5 separate regions of the Mus musculus genome follow, and all the other regions are linked to region 2. Evidence: chromatin contacts called from public HiChIP or PLAC-seq and Micro-C data. All regions are on one chromosome and are shown on one strand. The core of a region is the stretch at or near the end of the contact, and the rest is flanking DNA. Distances in the headings are between cores, read along the strand shown. Region 1 holds the start of Fem1al (fem-1 homolog A like). Region 2 holds the start of Rtn4 (reticulon 4). Region 3 overlaps Eml6 (echinoderm microtubule associated protein like 6). Region 4 overlaps Eml6 (echinoderm microtubule associated protein like 6). Region 5 overlaps Ccdc88a (coiled coil domain containing 88A).

Region 1 (2,700 bases), core at 137-2,636, 130 kb after region 2:
CGAAATTCCCGGAGTCCGCATAGACAGCACCCCGGTACCGTATGTAGTATGAAGTGTCAGGATGTGAGGGGCCCAAGATTCTCTCCCGTATCAGCAGCGCCTGCATCCGCATCTCATCAGGATCTGTAATGAGGGCTTCCAACTCTTGAGGCGTAGTCACCTCCCTGGAATAGTCATAGGCCAGAACCAGTTGCTGGGGCTCTGGCTTAGGGAGGAAGCCTCCACCCTGGTGGCGGAGTTCCATCGCCCTTCTCCAGTGCTTCAGGGCTCCAAGCAGATCCCTTTTCTTATCCACATAGGTGGCACCCAGCAGCTCCAAAGCTTCCACAGCCGCTTCCCGGCTGGTAGGGCAGCAGCTCTCATACTGTTCTGCATCTTCTGGGGTGGAGCAGTGGTTTCCTGCCATCTGGGAGGAGCCTTCTCCAGGAAGCTCTGTCCCTGAGAGCTGCTCGTGGCTCGGCTGTTCCTGGATGAGGTACTCCACGATGTTGGTGTGCCCAGTGATGCTGGCGGCCAGCAGCGGCGTCATGCCATAGCCGTCGCGCTCCATGCGCGCGTGGCAGCTCAGCAGCAGTTGTAGGATCTCCAGGCTGCCAGATTCTGCACAGTCGTGCAGGGCGGTGTTGCCCTTGGCGCTGCGCCGGTTCACCTGTGCGCCGCGCTCCAGCAGGTAGCGTGCGATCTCGCGGTGGCCCTTGTAGCAGGAGATCATAAGGCACGTGTGGCCGTGGCGATTGGCCACCTCCAGGTCCGCCTTGTGCTCGCCCACCAGGCAGCGCACCACGTCCAGGTGGCCGTTGAAGCAGGCGGCGCGCAGCGGTGTGGAGTTGGTGCACGTGGTGCGGTTGACCGAGGCGCCTCGGTGCAGAAGGCTACGCACCACGGCCAGGTGACCCGCGGCCGACGCTGCCCAGAGCGGCGGCGCGCCCTCGATGGTCTCGCCATCGAAGTGCACAGAGCCACTCGCCTCCACGCTGGCGCCGCAGTGGTCCACCAGATACTCCACCACGTCTAGGTGTCCACGGCGCGCTGCGATTAGCAGTGGCGTTCCACCGCCGGCCACCTCACCCAGCAGCTCCTCCAGCTCCTCACGCCCACGGCTGGCCAACAGTTTCTGCAGCAGAGGCAGCTTGCCGTCGTGCGCCGCATTGTACACCGCTGTGTGCAGATCCATGCTGGAAGCCTCGCTGCTGGATCTAGCCGGGCCGCCGGTCGCCAGAGACATCCTTCACCTTCTCCAGGGCTGTCATCTTAGCGGTTCTCCTGCTTCTGTTAAATCTTGATTGTCTGTCTGCCCCAGTGTGTGGTTTTAGGATATAAATGAGAATATAAACTGGACCCAGCATCAAAACTGTCCTGGTTTGAGTCCACTAGTTGTTAGGATTCTGTTTGGACTTCACCCCCACAGTTACTTGGCAACAGCCAGGTAGGCCTGGCTCACTATAAAATGGTGGTCCCTCAGAGAGAAGGGATGCCTCTACATGGGCCGGCTGAGACACCACCTTCCTCCATACCTCACCACACCTCCATAGGGCATATCCTTATATTTCTTTATTTTTTAATAATCATAACATTGTGCCGTGAGTCAGATCTAAAATCTCTTCAAGTTTACATCCCATCTCAGCCACAACAAGAGAACTCCCTAGCCCAAGATCTGGTAAGCCCCCATCCTTTCCCATCTCTATGGTCCCAGGGGAGAGTTCTTGAGATAGGAGATACCCCTGTGTTGTCCTTGAGGATGGGAGACATCCAGTTTTTCCCTTGGGTGAGATTTCCCTCTCCTTAGAGACAGTTTCTTTCTTGCGTCTGAGAACTTCAGGCTGGGCCTGGACCACTGCTCTCTGGCTCAACAGCACCAGGGCTCTGAGCATTAGACTTTCCCTTCTCCCCTCCCTCATTTACAACCTGCTGCAGACTAGTTCAACAGGTTTACCTGCCTGCCTGATCCTACTTACTGCCCTTCCTGCCCCCTATGAATGTAGAGAGCTTTTAGTACCACTTATAAAAATTTGGCAAGTACTTGTCACTGGGCTCAAGGCAGTAGGCTCAGATAAGAATATTCACATTTGGGCTGATGCAAGGATCAAGGTAAACTCAGCCAAGGAAGGTGTGACTTCCTTTTTGTCCTGGTCATCCTGATAAGCCCCCAGACCCAGTGACTGGGGGTGGGGGGTGGGGGGGAGGATTTTGTTTATTGCTTTGTTTGATTACTACCTGGTGTGATCTCTTAGTTCTTTGCCTTATTTAATCACTTTGTCTTTGACTAAGAACTGACCTTATTCTCTGCTAGTACCTAGCATGGTGTAAAAGCTGCTGTTAAAGCCACTGCAGCCTCAGCTGGAGCCATGTTATAATGTTCTCTAACTGTTCTTTTCTTCTCACTTGCTGCCCTTCCCCTCTGCTCCTTAGCTCTGCTCCTGGTTCTCAGCCTGAAAAGTAGGTCCCTGCCCCTTACATCCTGCCAGAGTTCCCATCTGTTAGATTTGACAAAGTCAAATGGGCCCAAACCAACCACGCAGTTCCACTCTTCCTGCTACGAGCCTGCGGAAGCTCACAAACACACACTGGCATTCGATGGATAAGGAGTTTTTCCAGTCAGCAGGAGGGCTGACTCTAATTTCCCAGATAGGGCCTGGCCAGCTTTTTTTTTTTTTCTGGGGGCTAAAGGGTTGACATTTCACAGCCACTGTCCTTATGACC
Region 2 (2,883 bases), core at 355-2,854:
CTCAGGTCTTGTTAAAGCCATTTCTCCAGCAACCCTCACCAACATCCACCCCACCCAATTCTTTCTTAAAACTTAAACTAAATCTAGGGTGATATTACTTTGTTGGGACTACAAATTTGCTTAAAAACCAACAAAATCCATGGCAATCAAATATCTTAGTTATTAGAACATGCATTTAAAAGTTTCTACAAGCTGCTTCAAAAAGAATACAAGTGAACTTGATAATATAGTGTACTCATCCCACTATATCCAAAATACTATCAATGCCAACATAAAACCAATGTGAAACAGAAATTATAACATTTCTTATAAATTCTGGGAATGTAGTGTGTATTTTATTCACAGAACACACTTCATTTCAGTGCTCAGGAGCTAAAAGCAGCCAGTTGCTTCAGTACTAGACAGTGCACATGTAGACTGAACAATTGGAATGCAGGCAATCCTCTCTCCAGAGTAGGCATGCAGCCAGTATTTTTGAAAAGTGTATAAGAAAGATAAAGGGACTCTGCAAACCTTGAAGCAAAGTTTTCTATGTTCTACCGTTTTCTTTCTTTCTTTCTTTCTTTCTTTCTTTCTTTCTTTCTTTCTTTCTTTCTTTCTTTTGATTTTTTGAAACAGGGTTTCTCTGTGTAGCTTTGGCTGTCCTAGAATTCACTTTGTAGACCAGGCTGGTCTCGAACTCAGAAATCCACCTGCCTCTGCATCCCAAGTGCTGGGATTAAAGGCATGTGCCACCACACCTGGCTACCGTTTTCTTTAAAGTGTAGCTTTGGGGGGGTGGGGGTGGGGGGGACCGCACATCAGGAGACATGCCATTCCAGCATATCAAACCAGTGAGTGTAGGGCTTCCCGACTCCTAGGAAGCCTGAATCATCCGGGATGTTGACTCATCAGCCTGAGGTGAGTGAAAAATAGTGAACCAATTTTGCCTTCCAAGGCATCTATTTCAACGTTCCTTCCCCCTTCTCCCTTTCTGGTGACTCATTCTCCGTGCACTTTTAGAGTCCAGCAGAATGCAAGGCCGAAAGCATTCTAAACAGTGAGCCCAGAGCTCCGGGTAATCTAGCACAGCTGTTTTGCCTACCTCATTCCAGGCCTGCAGTCTAGAAAGGGAGGGAACTTGAAAGTGTCAAATAAATGTTTTGTTTTTCTTTCTCCTTTTGAGGTGGTGGTAGTTATGCGTTGGGACCATGTCTGAAAATAAGTCTTTTATCTAAAAAAATCCGTAAGACCTAATTCAGTCTTGTTAGTACCTTTCTCCACTTTTTTTTTTTTTTTTCCCTTTTCGGGGAGGAAACTTTCCACTCCTAGGTCCCCAGGATAACGCCCTTCCACAGGCTTCTTGGAAAACTCTCCAAATCCTGGGACCGCAGCCCGCCCCCTTTTGGTAGACTAAAATCCCGCTGTAGGCAAGGCCAAGTCCCCGCCCCATTCCCCAACTACACTAGGTGGGGGTGGATCCCAGCTCCAAACCCCGCCCTCCGAACGCCACCAAGGAAGTATGGCAGGCTCCGCCTGCACCCTATTTCTATTGGACAACCCCGTGATCCATCTTCTCTATCCCGCAGCCTATTGGCTCTCTGTCCCCCGCGCCAGCCAGCCCTCCCCTGCCGGGAAGGTGAGTCACGCCAAACTGGGCGGAGAGTCTGCCCTCCTCTCTCAGTTGCTCATCTGGGCGGCGGCGGCTGCTGCAACTGAGGACAGGGCGGGTGGCGCATCTCGAGCGCGGAGGCAGGAGGAGAAGTCTTATTGTTCCTGGAGCTGTCGCCTTTGCGGGTTCCTCGGCTTGGTTCGGCCAGCCCGGCCTCTGCCAGTCCTGCCCAACCCCCACAACCGCCCGCGGCTCTGAGGAGAAGTGGCCCGCGGCGGCAGTAGCTGCAGCATCATCGCCGACCATGGAAGACATAGACCAGTCGTCGCTGGTCTCCTCGTCCGCGGATAGCCCGCCCCGGCCCCCGCCCGCTTTCAAGTACCAGTTCGTGACGGAGCCCGAGGACGAGGAGGACGAGGAAGACGAGGAGGAGGAGGAGGACGACGAGGACCTGGAGGAATTGGAGGTGCTGGAGAGGAAGCCCGCAGCCGGGCTGTCCGCGGCTCCGGTGCCCCCCGCCGCCGCACCGCTGCTGGACTTCAGCAGCGACTCGGTGCCCCCCGCGCCCCGCGGGCCGCTGCCGGCCGCGCCCCCCACCGCCCCTGAGAGGCAGCCGTCCTGGGAACGCAGCCCCGCGGCGTCCGCGCCATCCCTGCCGCCCGCTGCCGCAGTCCTGCCCTCCAAGCTCCCGGAGGACGACGAGCCTCCAGCGCGGCCTCCGGCGCCAGCCGGCGCGAGCCCCCTAGCGGAGCCCGCCGCGCCCCCTTCCACGCCGGCCGCGCCCAAGCGCAGGGGCTCGGGCTCAGTGGGTGAGTGCTGCTGCGCGTTACGCCCCTCCCTCTTTTGTGTCTTGGCCCGGGGGAGGAGGGGACGGGCAGGGCTGCTCGGGACCCTAGGGCTTTGTCTACGAGTGGCAGGGTGATGGCGCCCCCGCTGGCGGGAGGCGGGCAGAAGGGTGGGGCGGCCTCGGAAGCCTGGGTGCCTTCATTGTTTGTCGGGGTTTCGGGGAGCACGTGCACCGCTGCCAAGTCGCTGGTTCCCATTCCAGCACGAAGTTCTCGCCTATCAGCAGCTAGGAGTGTGTTGAAGAACTAGGATGGTGGATTCCTTGGGCTGGGCTGGGCTGGGCTGGGCTGGGCTGGGCTGGGCTGGGCTTGGAGGTGGGAATGGGAAGGCTGTGGTGCCCTAATCCCTTTATTTAAAGGATGGGCGTTTGTCGACCACTCTACAGTTTTTTTATTTTTTAGGGCCTGCCTTCCTTCCTGCCGGGCGTCGGGGGATCCCCTTGCACT
Region 3 (2,700 bases), core at 53-2,552, 190 kb after region 2:
TGGCATCAAGTACTTTTTAAGGTTGAGCTATCTCACTGCTCCTGATTAATATCTTCAAACTTTAGACACAAAGTGAAAGACCAGGAAAAATTCAGACCCCCTAGCACCAAGAATGTAGGTTATCCAGTTCAGTGACCTTGTTCCAGGACCTGGCCGACCACAAAAGTTAGATTAAAGTCTTGAGAACAATCTTGAGAAGCAGGGAGTTTCCCCTTGTGATTTTTAGTACCCGCTTGTGATTCTTCACTCGTATTTTCCGCATTTTCCAATAATACCCTCCCTTCCCCCTTGGGTTGTGTTTCTTTCCTTTAAATATCCCCTTTCCCAGCTACTCAGGGTCGAACTCCTCTACCCCTGCGTGGGATACGAGTTGACCCCAGTGGGCTGGTTCCTGTCAATAAACCTTGTGCAATTGCAGCAAGGACGGTCTCTTGTGAGACCATCCTTCTTGGGGGGGTCGCGTCATCCTGAGACTTGAGTGAGGTTCTCCCCTCTTCGGGGGTCTTTCAAAAGTAGCAAGTATGGTGTTATAGAATTAGAACATGACCTTTAAAATGTTCTTGCTGAATGTTTAGAAAGTCTTTTTAATAAAATGGAAAATAAAATCAAAACCCCAGAAAAGAACCACAAAACATAGTTTCCATGCAAATGAGGTCAACAGTCATTGTCACCCAACAGCAAAAAGGGGGGGAGGGAATTCATGCATATCAAAAGTCCATCTGAAGATAAAGTCACTCCTATAGTTTTACATTCACATTGAGACCAAGGCAATCCTGATACTGTTTTGCCTGAATCTGTTCCTCTCAAATGTGCTTTACTTCCATGTTTGAAGCAGGGAGTAGGCAGAGCAGAAGGTTAAGATCTCTCTGCGTGTGGGACAGTGTGTAAGGATCTGCTGTCCCCTCTGTCTCCTCCTGTCTGTTCTGCTCCTCCACACCCTCCTTCTAGCCTTGCTTACCCTCACTCTGCAAACACTCAAGAGGGTGGGTGTCTGGAGTTATTTGGTTGAAAGATTTTGCTTTTTTTAAAATGTGACTCTTAGAAAACTAACTTGCTTCTACATATTTATATATTCTTCTGAATAAAGCTGCTTAAAACCACATGATATTATAGAGAATTTAAGGACCTTGACTTTGTCCTAATTGACAGAGTAAAGTAGGAACCAAATTCTACAACTTTCTAAGAAGCCCGGTGTTAGGTATCCACAACTCCCTAAGATAGAATCAGTGCAGTCTCCAGAAGAGCTGTGAGGCATTTTTTATAGTGAATGGCAGAAGGAAGGATGTAGCCTGTGGTGTGACATGAGTCACTATGTGAATGGCAGAAGGAAGAAGGTAGCTTGTGGTATAAGATGAATCACAACATCCAGCTCATTGCTCTGTTGCTAAATTTAAAAATAAAATTTGATTGGAAACAACACTGCTTAGGGAAGATAGCCTGAGGACATACGGTACATGTTTTCTTCTCTCTGCTCTCTGATGTCTACCCTAGCCACTTCAGTGCTACAAGTGGACACAGGTTTATTTTCAGAGGCTACACACTGTCACATTTATTGACTGTCTTGTCCAGAAATTCTTCATTTCATCACTGAAAATAATCCCATATTCTGGGAAACCGTTCAGCTTTTTCACTGTAATGTTATCATCTGTCTTTGCTACAGGATCACTGTAGCTTTATGCCAAGCAGGGGAAAAGCTATCTACTCATTTTCAACATACTTTGGAGCTTGTATTCAATATTTTTATGTAAACCCTTAAAGTCTTCATAGAACAAAGCAAATACTGTCAGGTAGAATATAAAATTTACATAATTAATTCTTTAAAAAACTTTCACTTTATAAGTGATATGTCTCATGCATGTGTGTGTACTATGTGTATACCTAATATACACAGAAGCAAGAAGGAGACACAAGGTCCCTGGAACTGGAATTACAGGCACTCATGAGGCGCCCTGTGGGTGGTGTGAACTGTATCCAGATCTTCTGTGAATGCTCCTAATAGCTGAGCTGTCTCTCTAGCCCTTATATTTACTTCTTTCTCTTAAACAGAAACACACAACTTGACATTGTACATAACCTTCTTAGAGCACATGGTAAGTACTAACACACATTTTACCTTTATATCCTTGTTCCGTCTCCCTGAGATCAATTTTGGTTATTGGTTTGAAATCAGTGTCCCATAATCGTATGCAACCATCTCGCCCACCAGTAGCAAAGCCTTCTTCACAAGCATACAGGCTGAAGATCCCAGCCTGTCAATTATAAGAGGTAGAATTCAATCCCACAGTCACAAATGTCATTGTTGCTGAATCTCCATGATTAAAAATAACAGAGCAAAACTAATTAAAGCAAATGCTGTTTTCTGTTGAAATCTGACAGCAGATCAACATACTTCATCTCAGCTGGATTGCAGTAATTACAGCCACCACCAGGAAGCAAAGCAATTCCAACACATCTAATTTGATAACATTGTTACCGCTACCACCCAAAATGTTAGTTATGAGTGCCTTAGTAAAAGCAGATACAGAATCACATTTCTATATGACAACTGAGTCTTCTGAAACAAAGACATTACAAAGGTGGCACACTTAAGTCATAAATTAACGAAGTAGAGACACAGACTAGGGGCATGGTGCCATACCATTTACAAGTATAGGGGTATCTGAGGCAGATCTCAGCTTTTCAGGATGGTGTCACTTTTGA
Region 4 (2,700 bases), core at 9-2,508, 170 kb after region 2:
ATTTGTATATGAGATAACTCTCCTCAACTAACATTGGCATCTTATTTGGTACAATGTGTGAAACTGTACCACCACCTCTATAACAAAACCTCTTTGGTGGAGTGTGAAAAGGATCAGAAAAGTACTAAGAAACCCACAACCTGTGTCTTAGTGGGGAAAGGCAGCTCAAGAGGGGCTGAAAAATGATCAGTTGGTAATGTAGAGCAGCTATACCACTTATAATAAGCAAGTGTCAGGACCTGAGTTTGATTCCCAGCACCCATATAAAAATCTGGGTACATTGGCACATGTCTTTAATCTCAGCTTTGGGGAGCTGTGAGGATCCCTGGAGATTGCCAGACAGCACAGCAAAATCAGTGAGCACCGGGTTTAGTGAGAAACCCTGTATTAAAAAATAAGACAGAGTACAACTGAAAAGAACACCCAAGATCAACATCTAGAACACACACACACACACACACACACACACACACACACACACACACACACCAGCACATGCTATCCCAGTCACACATACACACACATACCAGCACCAGAGAATCCATACATGTACATGCCAGCTCAGTACCATACACATGCCCATACACACACACACACACACACACACACACACACACACACAACATGATTTTTTTTTATAGATTTCCTTGGAAAATGTTTCTGGCGAACTAAATAGTTTAGCATGGAAACTTAACACTTAGCAAAAGCAAGAAGGCTGATTGACAAGAGTATGTGTCTAGATAAATGTGATGGGAAAAGGGAGAGGAACTAGAAAAAAAGAGGGGAAAGAGGAGAGACAGAAGGGGCAAAGAGAAAAGGGAAAAGTACACTTTTGTCACTTATAATGAACTTAATGAGCTGCGAACATTTCCTCTCAGAGAACAATTCACGTTTTCCACACATTCTTGTTCTTCAAACAGATAAATTATCTTTTGTCATATCAGACTAGCCTATTCTAAGGGCTCTTAATGACACCAAGTCACTTTCTTTTCTGAGATAACCATTTTAAATGGAAATTACTTCCCAAAGACACATCAGTGGGAGAGTTGTATTTAAGCTTCTTAGTCATGCCCACAATCTTTGTTATAAGCCAAATTGCTCCTGTGCTCATGAGCTGCACAGAGCCTTGTAGCCTTTCCCAGGTTCTGAGAGGCCTTGCAGAGAGACACTTCCCTGACAAGGCCAGTACTTTCATTCTCCTGTCCATCCAGGCTTGGCATAAGTGCAGAGAACAGGACTGTAATTAGAGTCTTCACTGAGCTGGCCAAGGCAGCCATTGCATCCGTAATTAAGCTGTATTTGGCTCTTTATCTTTTGCCCTACTACTATTTGGAGTAAGGTTAGACAACTGCTGGTAGCAAAATGAAAAGCAGGGAAAGCTGCCACAGAAATGCTCTTCTTCTTTGAGATACATATTGTGGGTATTTTTGACAGTGTGGTGAGGTGTCTAAGTTGGATTTTAGGCCCCCTTATGTACTATGATGAGAATGGTAAAGCGCTGGCCAGATTGGTACACACAGACAGCAGATGGCAGTAGAGAGCAAACTACCCATCCAAACCTGAAAAAATTCTCTAAGCAGAAACCAAATTCTTAATTTGCTTTTGTTTTCTATCCCAGTGCTCTCTGCTATAGTTCTAAGGCCAGCTTGAGGGGAGTTGGCCCATCAGCACTGACACACACCTTGTTGCTAAAGGGGAATGCTTACTTTGCCTTAGTTAAGTGAATAGATGGATTTATAGTCTATCTCTCTTAGCTATTTAACACCACAAGCTATTTAACCTTTCAAATCTTCAGTTACCACAGCTGTAAGTGAACATCTGCAGTCCCACTTCGCAGCACTGTCTGGCTTCAACACCAGAACTGGACCTAGATCCTAACATCTGGGAAATTAATCGATCAATACCAAGTATTATTCTAACCAGCAAGTGTTTGTGCACTATAGGGTCTTTTTTAAAAGTTCATGTCTCAGTATGAACAATTTTCTGTGTGTAGGTCAGATTCTAGACCCATGAAAAGTCATACAGGACCTCTGAAGATGCTGCCACCCCCTTCTTTCCTTGATGGGCAGCTAATCCTTGCCTTTCAGCCGATTCTTTTATTATCTTAATGAGCTAGCATTGTGAACTCTCAGAAAGCAGAGTGGTGGATTAGCACAGAAAAAATATCACTGGGCTAAAATGTCCTTTCTCACAGTTATTTGGCTGGAGAAAGGCAACCAGCAGCAGGGAAGGGTGTGGTTTAAACTAAACACATGGCAAAGAGCGCAGGGCACCCTTCCCAGCCTTTCTGCGCATTAGAATCTTCATGAAGTATCTAAAATATATGGATACCTGGAACCCACCCAGACAGTCCTCTCAGTTCCTGTGGAATTGGACATGGGCAGTGGTAGATGGGTTGAACACTAAGACTGAAAAACATTGCCTCCCAAGCCCAGCTAGAGTGTTCTCCGGGTGATGGTAAATAATATTTCTCTTTCTTTCTTTTCTTTTCTTTTCTTTTCTTTTCTTTTCTTTCTTTCTTTCTTTCTTTCTTTCTATTTTTTTTTTTTTTTTTTTTTTTTGGTTTTTCGAGACAGGGTTTCTCTGTATAGCCCTGGCTGTCCTGGAACTCACTTTGTAGACCAGGCTGGCCTCGAACTCAGAAATCTGCCTGCCTCTGTCTCCCGAGTGCTGGGATTAAAGGCGTGGGCCACCATGCCC
Region 5 (2,718 bases), core at 57-2,556, 200 kb before region 2:
AGCTAAATAGAAAGACCAAAGTAAGAGCCTGAAAAAGTATATATTTTAAGAAAAAGAGAAAACAATTCATTACTAAGCTTTTGAAGATGTCTACAAAGTTGGTTATTTGTGTTCTTATAAAGTACTTGAAAAACTATAAACTCTGATCACACCATTATCAGTGTCACTAAGTTTTAAAGACATACATGTAGCCAGATGTGGTGATGCATACCTGTAATGTCCGTGATGGGGAGAGTTCAAGGCCAGCTGGCTACATAAAACCCTCTTTCTAACAAACAAACTCCACTATTCTTTTGAAATAAAAAGTAAGCAAAGCAGCCTGTGCTTCCCTGAGGGGTTGCCTATCTATGTGGCTCTCAAAATACTCAAAAAATTGGTACAAAGTATGGCCTTGAGTGAATTATCTCTGAAAAGAGGTAGTGTTTGCTCCTGTAGCATATTTTTCACAGAACAGTTTTAGCAGCCTAGATAGTCAATAAGTACAAAAAGTACAGATGCATATACAATATACATAATAGTCTCTCGAAACAGTATAATTCTTTAGCTTCACATAGGATGATTATTATCTAGGATCTTTTTCCATCTAGCTTTGTGTCCACCTAATTGATAAATACTGATGTGGAAAGATCATCAAGTTTTCCTTTACAGGTGGCTAATAAGTCATTTGTATCTTCTACCTTTAAACACAATCTGTCATCCTATTAAGAAAATGTAAAGTGTATCCTTAATTATTTTAACTTACAGGAATATAGTTTAGACACACACATATACAGTCTTATTTTTTATGTCATTCTGTCTGTCTAAAGTGTAAGTCATTATTTCTTACTCCATCCTGGAACATTCGGGATAAAAATCAGAAGAAAACAATATTCTCTTTTCCTACAGTTGTTCAACTTTAGATTTTGTTTTTAAATAAACACAAAACTCAACAATACTAATATTACCTTGATCTAAGTATCCTTCGGGAAAAGAACATTATATGTCTCCAAACATAATTGCCGTGAGAGGAATCACATTCCTGGCAATTTTAAAATTCTTTTTTTTCTGCCCATTTTGGAAGAATGTCTGTCTGTCATGTCAGTAAAGCAGTCTTTGAAAAACAGCTGAAAACAGAAAAAGGAAAAAAAAGAAACGCATCTACATATGACATGTGCATGCTGCAACCACTCAGCTTTGTTTTAGCTCAGTGTCCATTTTACATTGTTTTGATTCATTCCTGTTTTGTCATTGAGAAGAGCTGTGTTTACCAAGCATGAAAAGATATGTCAAATTAAAAAGCTTAAATGAGTCATGACTCTTCCTTACAGAAGTCAAAAAGTGGAAAGCTATTTTAGCTTGCACATCGTTCAGTGGATACTTCCCAGTTTATCAAAACAGGAACAAAAGCGTTGATTATTTACACGCTGATGACAGTTTTCTGAGAAAGAGTTGTTAAGGTTGTGTATGTTTTCATGCCTAAATGTATGGATTTATGTTAAGTCACAGTAAGAGATAGCTTAGTTTTTGTTCTAATGATTCCTGTACTTGAGTAATAATCCTTTAATTCACAAAACAAAAATTTGTGGAGTGCTTCATTTTTTTTTGTTTACATAAACCCACCCACCCACCCTATGGGCCCTTCAAAATATGTGCCCTTATAAATTTGTTGTTTATTAGTATGTTATTTTATGTACATAAATGTTTTGCCTGTCCTTATGTCTAGTATCACATGCATGCTTGGTGCCCTCCTAAGCCAGAAGAGGGCATTGGACACCCTGGAACTAGAACTACAGACAGTTGTGAGCTGCCATGTGGGTGCTTGGAATTAAACTTGGGTCCTCTAGAACAGCCGGTGTTAAGAACTGCTGAGCCATCTCTCCTGGCCCCAAACATCTTTAAATATTATGTTTCCCTTCCATTTTGCGTTCTTTGGGGTTCATTTTTTTGTTAGCTTTCTCAGAACTTAGTGCTAACACTTATTGCTGATGTCAAACTATTCTTTTTTCCTCCTCTAAATCAACTTTTTGGAAAATGAGCCTAATATACCTGCTATTTAATCTTTAGGAAGACTTGTTGAAAGAATGTGTATTTCCACAGTGCTGCTAAACAATGCACTAGATTCTAGTTTAAATCAGTGTTTCCTTTATTGAATATTAGGAGACTAACAAAAAAATTTAAGGGTTTTTTTTTTAGTTTATTTTGCTTTAAATATCTGACCACCATAATTTTTAGTTGATATAGGTATATTACCTATATGTAAATATAGATATACACATATATATTATTAAAATTTTCCAGTGGGATATGGATTTACCTAACCTTTTTTTTAAAGAAAGCCTTTAACTTAAAATGTTTAAATACAAAACAAAACAAAAGGATGGCCTGTGAACTTTGTAGGACTCATCTCTTATAGTATAAACCACCCATAGCCTAATTTTAAAAGTTTCCTTTTACAATTTAACTAGGGAATTTGGTTTCTCCCTAAGTAATTGTAATCAGTTCCTGTTTTTATAGGACTGACCGTAGCCAGTGCTCTCAGAATACATGTTCCTCATCATTGTCTTCAGTGCTTTCCGAGTATTTACAGTACCAGGGTGCATGCTTCCTGTCTCACTGCCTTCAGCAGCATGAGGGTATTAGCCGTAATGTAGCATACATAGCTGAGACCAACATTCATTCCTGTCCTTAATTTCAACATTTAACTCCCATCTGTTCTTCTCCCTTTTTTCTTTCATTTCC

Evidence for each region. A called contact is a pair of places that touch in the nucleus more often than the background predicts. HiChIP or PLAC-seq counts read pairs in DNA pulled down with a chosen protein or histone mark.
Region 1: a Micro-C map of embryonic stem cells shows a contact between it and region 2, with 3 times the contacts expected there. The contact joins the promoter of Fem1al here to the promoter of Rtn4 in region 2. A contact is called at or near these places in 5 of 39 promoter capture datasets (the 3T3-L1 cell line, the HPC-7 cell line, cranial neural crest and 2 more), 3 of 484 Hi-C or Micro-C datasets (embryonic stem cells, muscle stem cells and nephron progenitors), 1 of 115 datasets of contacts at active chromatin or transcription factors (bone marrow-derived macrophages) and 3 of 9 other capture datasets (adipose tissue, liver and pancreatic islet).
Region 3: an H3K4me3 HiChIP or PLAC-seq map of bone marrow-derived macrophages shows a contact between it and region 2, with 5 times the contacts expected there. The contact joins the enhancer-like site here to the promoter of Rtn4 in region 2. A contact is called at or near these places in 11 of 39 promoter capture datasets (the 3T3-L1 cell line, 3T3-L1-derived adipocytes, the C10 cell line and 5 more), 1 of 15 datasets of contacts at CTCF or cohesin (pro-B cells), 19 of 484 Hi-C or Micro-C datasets (the AML12 cell line, the Ba/F3 cell line, CD4 T cells and 16 more), 12 of 115 datasets of contacts at active chromatin or transcription factors (the 230-238 cell line, the NIH/3T3 cell line, astrocytes and 7 more) and 1 of 9 other capture datasets (liver).
Region 4: an H3K4me3 HiChIP or PLAC-seq map of forebrain shows a contact between it and region 2, with 3 times the contacts expected there. The contact joins the enhancer-like site here to the promoter of Rtn4 in region 2. A contact is called at or near these places in 1 of 39 promoter capture datasets (the C10 cell line), 6 of 484 Hi-C or Micro-C datasets (CD4 T cells, the HPC-7 cell line, bone marrow-derived macrophages and 3 more) and 5 of 115 datasets of contacts at active chromatin or transcription factors (bone marrow-derived macrophages, forebrain, large pre-B cells and 2 more).
Region 5: a contact with region 2 is called in an H3K4me3 HiChIP or PLAC-seq map of bone marrow-derived macrophages, with 2.5 times the contacts expected there. The contact joins the enhancer-like site here to the promoter of Rtn4 in region 2. A contact is called at or near these places in 5 of 39 promoter capture datasets (the 3T3-L1 cell line, 3T3-L1-derived adipocytes, the C10 cell line and 2 more), 1 of 15 datasets of contacts at CTCF or cohesin (CD8 T cells), 5 of 115 datasets of contacts at active chromatin or transcription factors (the SCID.adh cell line, bone marrow-derived macrophages, embryonic limb bud and 2 more) and 2 of 9 other capture datasets (adipose tissue and pancreatic islet).

Annotation. Positions count from the first base shown.
Region 1 is chr11:29,824,282-29,826,981 of GRCm38.p6, forward strand. It overlaps Fem1al (fem-1 homolog A like), which reads right to left and starts at 1,387. Exons shown (of 1, transcript NM_176829.2): 1 at 1-1,387. The coding sequence starts at 1,174. All of the region lies in intron 13 of Eml6 (echinoderm microtubule associated protein like 6), which reads right to left.
Region 2 is chr11:29,691,294-29,694,176 of GRCm38.p6, forward strand. Rtn4 (reticulon 4) reads left to right here and starts at 1,605. Exons shown (of 9, transcript NM_194054.3): 1 at 1,605-2,400. The coding sequence starts at 1,896.
Region 3 is chr11:29,878,534-29,881,233 of GRCm38.p6, forward strand. Eml6 (echinoderm microtubule associated protein like 6) reads right to left here. Exons shown (of 42, transcript NM_146016.2): 7 at 2,114-2,249. Among named protein-coding and RNA genes, the nearest start is that of Gm22588, 30 kb to the left of the region's middle. Within about 2 kb of position 1,303, at least 55 of the 459 cell types and tissues checked have an H3K27ac peak or open chromatin away from gene starts, as enhancers often do. A contact at or near this core is called in the NIH/3T3 cell line, bone marrow-derived macrophages, hippocampal neurons and 2 more, where this site is marked.
Region 4 is chr11:29,860,688-29,863,387 of GRCm38.p6, forward strand. The region is part of intron 7 of Eml6 (echinoderm microtubule associated protein like 6); the gene reads right to left. Among named protein-coding and RNA genes, the nearest start is that of Gm22588, 13 kb to the left of the region's middle. Within about 2 kb of position 1,259, at least 37 of the 459 cell types and tissues checked have an H3K27ac peak or open chromatin away from gene starts, as enhancers often do. A contact at or near this core is called in bone marrow-derived macrophages, forebrain and muscle stem cells, where this site is marked.
Region 5 is chr11:29,494,590-29,497,307 of GRCm38.p6, forward strand. All of the region lies in intron 25 of Ccdc88a (coiled coil domain containing 88A), which reads left to right. Among named protein-coding and RNA genes, the nearest start is that of Prorsd1, 19 kb to the right of the region's middle. Within about 2 kb of position 1,307, at least 2 of the 459 cell types and tissues checked have an H3K27ac peak or open chromatin away from gene starts, as enhancers often do. A contact at or near this core is called in bone marrow-derived macrophages, where this site is marked.